2 separate regions of the Mus musculus genome follow, and region 1 is linked to region 2. A link is a contact called in public HiChIP or PLAC-seq data. All regions are on one chromosome and are shown on one strand. The core of a region is the stretch at or near the end of the contact, and the rest is flanking DNA. Distances in the headings are between cores, read along the strand shown.

What was found. HiChIP or PLAC-seq counts read pairs in DNA pulled down with a chosen protein or histone mark.
Region 1: an H3K27ac HiChIP or PLAC-seq map of SST interneurons shows a contact between it and region 2, with 4 times the contacts expected there. The contact joins two enhancer-like sites. A contact is called at or near these places in 1 of 15 datasets of contacts at CTCF or cohesin (the NIH/3T3 cell line), 2 of 484 Hi-C or Micro-C datasets (both in cortical neurons) and 1 of 115 datasets of contacts at active chromatin or transcription factors (SST interneurons).

The regions. Positions count from the first base shown.
Region 1 is chr11:56,626,111-56,629,797 of GRCm38.p6, reverse strand. Gm46261 (a long non-coding RNA gene) reads left to right here. Exons shown (of 7, transcript XR_001780132.2): 6 at 3,617-3,687. Among named protein-coding and RNA genes, the nearest start is that of Gm32649, 4.4 kb to the right of the region's middle. Within about 2 kb of position 1,902, at least 21 of the 459 cell types and tissues checked have an H3K27ac peak or open chromatin away from gene starts, as enhancers often do. A contact at or near this core is called in SST interneurons, where this site is marked.
Region 2 is chr11:56,375,560-56,379,157 of GRCm38.p6, reverse strand. No RefSeq gene overlaps it. Among named protein-coding and RNA genes, the nearest start is that of Gm32500, 48 kb to the left of the region's middle. Within about 2 kb of position 1,342, at least 7 of the 459 cell types and tissues checked have an H3K27ac peak or open chromatin away from gene starts, as enhancers often do. A contact at or near this core is called in SST interneurons, where this site is marked.

The sequences.
Region 1 (3,687 bases), core at 653-3,152, 250 kb before region 2:
CTTCTCAGGCCAGTGACTAATGCCCTTCCTGGCTCATTAGTGGCAAAAGGGTATTTGTGGAAGAGATAAATGCTAATGTATTACCCAGCCTTAAAAAAATAAGTCATTTTCAGAAGACTGACAGGTGAGGGCAAGGAAATCTTAAGTGTAACATGTAAGTGAAGTTTCATGGGGTCATCAGGCAAAGATAGGTCCAGGAGGCTTCTGGTCTCTTTGTCTTCTGAGACCCCTCTCCAGAGTCCAGCTCTTTCCCTGTGCATATTACCACTAGAATCTCCCACAAACTGGGCATGATATCTCTAGGATAAAATGATTCTATCCCAACCACATCCTTAAGATGGCTCAAGACTGAGTTTAATTATTGCTGCACGATGATCTAGGCAGTGAAGCTCTGGGGTTGGGCTATTGATTGGTTCTGCCAGTTCTTCAGATTCATCTTTGAAGACCAGCCAACTCCTTAAAATGAGGGCTGAGGAGTAGGGATGCTATCCTTCAAAACAGAGGGGCTATTACAAGAAGGGAGAAACTAGATAAGCTGAGCTCAGTGCCCCCACCCTCAAGCAATTTGTGTTTTCTTAGAACCCATGGATATGTTCTTGCCTGCAGCTGGAATTAATCTATTCCTCAAAAGGGATGCCTTGTCTGGCTCTGCAGAAACCTGAAACACCAGGCTGGGCTTATACTCAGCATAGACCCTACCTTCTCAGAGAAGACTGGGACAGGGGATGGGTAGGAGGGAACTGAATGAGAGGGCAGCAATAATATAAATGGTAAAAAAACAAACAAACAAACAAAAACCCAAACAAACAAACAAGCAAAAAAACAAAAGCAAAGAACCCTCAAGTGAGAGCAGTATGAATCAAAGGTGGGCTCTATGTTCATGGCAGGTGTTCACAGAAGAGAAGCAGGCAGCCACACTTCTATGGCCTTGTGAAGATGGGGCTATACACTGAGGCCTTGTGTGTATAAGCATGGGGTAAAAAGGCTTGCCAGCACTCCCCACCAGCTAGGAGTAAGTCTGGGAACACACTATCCCCACAGAACTTCTGGAAAGAACCAACACTGCTGACACCCGGAGCTTTGGCTCCCTGGATCCAAATGTAAGCACATAAATTTGACTGCTTTAAGCTGCAAGTTAGTGGCTATTTCTTTATGGAAGACCTAGAATTTATACATGGCTGCCTACCGAGAATGGGTTGTTCTGATTGGGAGCTATCACCCCATGAGCCAGGTGTCTGCCAAGAGACCAGGCTAGCATTTGTACTTATTTCAGTCAACATCTATTCTACTCTCAAACCAGACCATATGGAACCCAGTGATGTCATGAGCCTCTTTGTCCTTTACTAGGCAGTGTAGAGGCCTTACATGGTGGCATATATCTATAATCCCAACCCCTGGGAAGTAAAGATAGAAGAGTGGGTCAGAAGTTTAAGGTTATCCTCTGCTACCAAGTAATTGAAAGACCAGCCTAGGCTCCAGGAGATCCTGTTTCAAAACAACAAAACTAAACAACTGACTTTTCTATCTATAGTGGAGAAGACAGAAAGGCCTGAGAACCCAGGCCAACTGAATGACAACAGGCATCTGGCATGTGGGTGAAGAACAGGGTTACAGAACAGGGATAGAGAACATTGACCTTGACAAGGCCTAGACTCCAGACTCTAATTTGTGCTGTCATCTCTCCATATGCACATGTGAATGAAGGCTGGGTCAGTCAGCGTGAGAGGGGTAGGGAGAGGCATGAGCCCAACTTGCTGTGAGCTGTGGTGAGCTGAGTGCTTTGGAATTAGGGCTCTGCATTCTGTCTTTTTCCATTTTCCCCCTTTCCCTAAGAATAGGGAGCAGCTCATCTCTGTGCTGGTTCTTACAAGTGTGTTATGTTTCCAGCTCATTAGCAGCATTTGTTTTCCTTGTCTCCAGCCCACAAGCAGTCCTGACAGCGGCAAGGGTGCTGGAACGGCTTCCTGGAGGCTGGCAGCCTGCTCACTGACAGCCCAGGGAAGCCAGCCAGGTGTGCAAAGTGCCAGGCAGGATGAAGGCACCATGGATTTGGTTTTGGGATGCTCTGGAGAGGAACGAGGAGTGGAGAATATGCACAAAAATGATTTTTTAAAAAAAGATGAAACCATCACCCACCTTCAGGATCTCACATTAACTTTTCATGAGTCAGATGAGTTTTCAATATGTGAATAGACCCTTCATGAGTAAGGAAGCGAACAGGAAGAAGGGAGGAGAGAAAAGAGGGAGGGAGGGAGAGAAGGAGAGAGGACTAAGGAAAAAGAACAAAGCTGCTCCCTTCAATTCTTCCCCTCCTCTCCCTTTGTTTCTCCTTCCCTCACTCCCTGGTTTCTTCTCTCCCTCCCTCCCTCCGTCCCTCCCTCCCTCCCTTCCTTCCTTCCTTCCTTCCTTCCTTCCTTCCTTCCTTCCTTCCTTCCTTCCTTCCTTCCTTCCTTCCTTCCTTCCCTCCCTTCTTTCATTCCTCCTTCCCCCTCCTTTTTTTCAAAATAATAAACTACCACAAATTAGCCAAGCTGCTATTTTTCAGTTAAGTTCCCATCACAGCACCTTTTCTGTGCACTGTATGCAAGTAAACCAAGCATACCCTGTGTCTCAGATAACCTACTGTTGCTGTGATAAAACATCATGACCAAAAGCAACTTGGGAGAGAAGGGTTTGTTTTAGCTTTTAGTTGAGATGAAGTGATGTCTGGTCAGGAACTCAAGGCAGCAATCTGAAGACAGGAACTGAAGCAGAGGCCGTGGAGGATCACTACTTACTGGGTTGTTCCTCATAGATTGCTCAGCTTGCTATCTTACCCAACATAGAACCACCTGTTTAGGCATGACTCGCATACAGTGAGCTGGGACCTCCAAAATCAATCATTGTCAAGAGAACGTCCCATGGACTTGCCTATAGGTCAATCTGATGGTAGTATTGTCTTATCTGAAGCTCCCTCTTCTCAGATGACCCTAGCTTGTATCAAGTTGATAAAACAAACAAACAAACAAACAAACAAACAAACAAAACCTAACTAACTAACTAACTGACTGACTGACTGACTGACTGACCAGTATTTCCATGATGAACTGAAGTTGAATGTCATTCTCAGCTACAAAGCAAGTTCAGTTGAAGACCATCACCCAACATCACTGTCAATCAATTGTCCAGTCTTATCAGATGCAAGAAGTGCTGGCTAAAAATGTAAAACCCAGACATCTCAGTACACAGAAGTTTGAGACAAAGCAAAAAACTGTTGCCAAAAAAGAGAAACATTTTAAAACAAATGAAAATTTGCCTACAGACTGTCAAACAAAACAGTACTAAGTCACTTGGGCCAGCCTTTTACACTGTGTAGCTACGCTGTGGGTATGTGGAACGTGAATGCTGAGATGTTATATCACATGGTGAAATAGCAAGTCAGGCCAGTGCTATACCACACCTTAACATCTTCCCTCAGCATCCCGTGGCTCCTGCAATACTACCCACCCATAGTCAGCTAGATAGTTCCCACACTGATGCTTCTTGCTGTCCTCCACTGCATCCATGTGTCCCTTTCTCCTACAGACTGTCCTTGATGTCTTTAAAAGTGGCTCTTTTGTTGTTTTATTTGAGACAGTGATTCACATAGTCCCAGCTGTCCTTGAACTCACTATATAACTGAGGATGACCTTGGATTTCTGAAGATCC
Region 2 (3,598 bases), core at 93-2,592:
GAACTTGCCTGCCATGTGTGAGTGCCTGGGTTCAGTACTCAGCCAAAGGGGATAGTTGAGAACTGGAAAGGATTAGAACTTCAAGTATTGAAGTAGGGCCAGCAGGTCACAGCTCCAATTCAATGGGCACATGTCTGTAACTTCTTCTGAGCAGTGTCCTAGGCAGGGTTTGGAACCATAGACTTTAGACTATCATGTACCTTCCTTCTTGGCTCTGTTTTCATCCTTCACAAGTTTGATAGCACTGGAATGCTTCAGTGACTGCTGTCTCCAAGGTTAAGTTGACACTGACACCTCCCTAAGCATCTAGCAGCATCGCAAAGTGCAAACAGAGGACACCTAGGACCTTAGAGAGTTGTTTTATCACACATGCTGCTTGTTAGGTTTGTGAGGTGACCTCTCTGACATCCCCTCAACTTCAGGATGGTTATGGTAATCTACTCCCAGCCTGTCTTATGGGCCAATGAGAAAATTGCATAAAAAACAGTTTAGAAAAATTCTGTGGCCCATAGAGGAGTTGTCAGTTGTCCTCCTACTTCTTCTGTTCTGAAACATCTCCTTTCTATGATTCTAGAAAAAAAAAAAAAAAAACATGGGTAATTACATCTTCTTTTCTAACAAAACCACCAGCCCCACTGCCATGGTTATAAATGGTGCTGTTTAGAGTGGGGAGAGGAAAGCAGCAAAAGACCCTTGACCAGCTTTCTGGCAGAATTAGCATTACTCTAATTATAATACATAATGCAGCCTGTGTTATCTGATGGCATCCCACACTAGGACAGAGTTTGAGGAGAGCCAGCCTGCTATGTTAACTAGAAATTAGATTGGACACCAATGCTGTCATCAGGATGGAAAGCTGTCAGAGAGCATAATAGTGAAACTGAAAAAGGGCACCGAAGAGTAGCATCAGAGACCAAGAGAGGCCAAGGTGCCCAGCAGGGCTCTCTGAGACCAGAGATTAGGCCAATCTCATTAGAAACCATCATTAACTACTCCTAAGAGGGCAGTGGGTCTCCTTAGAGTGATTTGCAGAAGGTGTTTAACTCTGATGGCTGCCAGCAAAGAGAAACATGACCATACAGGGAGCAGATAGTAGAAGTTTCAGGATCAGATTCTTTTAGAACAACAAGAGCTTGGGTTTATAGCCTAATGTGCTATTTTGATTTCTACTTCTTTCTATTCTCTGTCTGTCTGTCTCTCGGTCTGTCTCTCTGTCTCTGTCTCTCACTCTATCTCCCTCTGTGTCTGTCTCTCCCACTCACCCCCTTAGGTTTACTAGGAGCACTTCAAAGAGAATTATACTTCTATCTTCTGTAAGTTTCACCCCCCCCATCTTCTATGACTCATTTGAGCTTCTAAAATGAAGCAGTCTTAGCCCTCCCCAGACTGTAAACTCCCTCAGGGAGAGGGAGCTGTCTAATTCTTCACGGACTGCATAATATTTAAGATGACAGCCATTCACACTTCTCTAGACCGGGATTTCATTATCCACCCTCTACCTGCTTTAAACGATACAGCTCAAGCTCCTTCTATCTCTGTGAACATCTGGTTCAGCCTCCGTACTGATCTCCCTCATGTAGTCTCATCTCCGTCCCCTCATTGTGCCTGAATCCATCTTTTATCTGCTGCCACAGCAAGGAGACAACTTAACATGCTTACTCACTCACACAGTTTCTCATTAAAAATGCCCAGAAATTCTCCCTGGCTAGTGGTCTAGGCATAAACAAGCCCTATTCTTGACAACAAGCTACATGGTCCCCACCCTGTGTTTTCCACTCATTGCCCACTGTTCCTGCTCACTCAGTGATGATTCTGTTTGTTCTGCACCCCTCTCATCCTCACCCCCACACACGGACAGTTGTCCCCTTGACTCTCTAGTTCTGTTTGTGTTCTTCTGTTCCTCTACCTAGGGTCTTAATCTCTCTAGCTTCTTTCCTTTGATCTTTTCTTCATACCAAGGTAACACAACTACCCTGAGATTTATCCTGATACCTCAGTATCTTTTCTGCTCCACTCAGCTGTATCCAGCTCAACACTGGATGTGATCCAAGTCCTATGGGATTCAACACGTGGACATCCCTTAGACATGCTTCTCTCTGCTCTACTTTTATGACACAACAATATCAGCAGATCTACACAATGGGTCTTCAACCGGTCTCTTTACAAGCATCTTTTCTGATAAGTAGTGAGACCTTAATGGTGCCTTTTTCATGCTCCAAAATATTTCCTGTTAGTAAAGATGAAAATCAAACTTAATACAGAAGCTTTACCAAGCCCTGGAGCTTATCTTAAATCCAAGGTTAACTAAGGTCTCTGTGGTTTTGTTCCATGCTGTGTCTATTAGTTCCCAACCTGCTCTCAGTGATCAGATATGCTTCAGGAAAGGCCATCATGGAAATAGAGGTTTATGTCAGTTTGCAGTGAGTAAGGATTCAGTCAGGCATGAAGCTGGGGCATGGAGGCAGGATCTTGAGGCCCAGGGTATGGGTCAGGCAGAAGAGATGAGTACAGATTCTCACCGGGCTTCTCCTTTTCTCTCCTTATCCAGTCCAGACTCCAGCTCCTAGGATGGTACAACTCACATGTATACAGACTCAACACACTCAATGAACCCTATCTGGACACACCATCACAAGTACTTGTCCGTGGGTCAGGCTGTTTCTTCACACTCCACTCTGGTGTTCTTCTGCAATGTCCTCAAATAGGCCATGCTTTCTTATTTCTTAGCCCACCCCATGTTCTCTTTCTGGAATATTCTCAGCCTATCTACTCCATTAATCCGGATATAGCTTTAAAGTCATGATTCAAGCTTAAGTTCTCATAAACATCTCTTGATGTTCTAGAGAAGTGATTCACAAACTATATGTCATGACCCCTTTTGGGGGTCAAATGACCCTTTCACAGGATTGCCTAAACCATTGGAAAATACACACACTTACATTACAGTTCATAACTGTAGCAAAATTACAGTTATGAAATAACATCAAAAAGAATTTTATGGTTGGGGGGTCACCAAAACATGGGGAACTACATTAAAGGGCCGCGGCTTTAGGAAGGTTGAGAACCATTGCCTCAGAGACTCTACTGAACACTCTTATAGCAGTCTGTGCCTTTCAATAGTGAAAAGACATGAATTAATCCCTGTGTGGAAAGTAAAATGTTCACAAACCTTCCTGCATATAGAAATGAATTAGTAATGTTATTTTCTTTATATTTTTGCTTGACAAACTGCTACTCAGTTTCTTGGATATAGGTTAGAGCTCACTTAATTAAACTATAATTTCCTGTGCCCTGTGTTCTACATGGAGAGGAGGAGTGTGCTACAAAATTCATGCTTACTGACTGACATCTTTACATGGAGACTTGTCACAGCCTGTCATCCCTAACATCACACTCTTATTCCCAACTCTGTCTCATCTGTAAGAATGAAGTTCTAGCCAGATAGAAGGTACTGTGTTCTAAGTATATCTAGGGCTATAATGCAGAGCCAGAGTCCAACATCATCCAAACACTCAAGTGATAGAAGCAGAAGGATTGCTGTGAGTTTGAGTTTGGAGTTTGTGGCCACCCCAAGCTATAGTGTAAAATTATGTCTCTA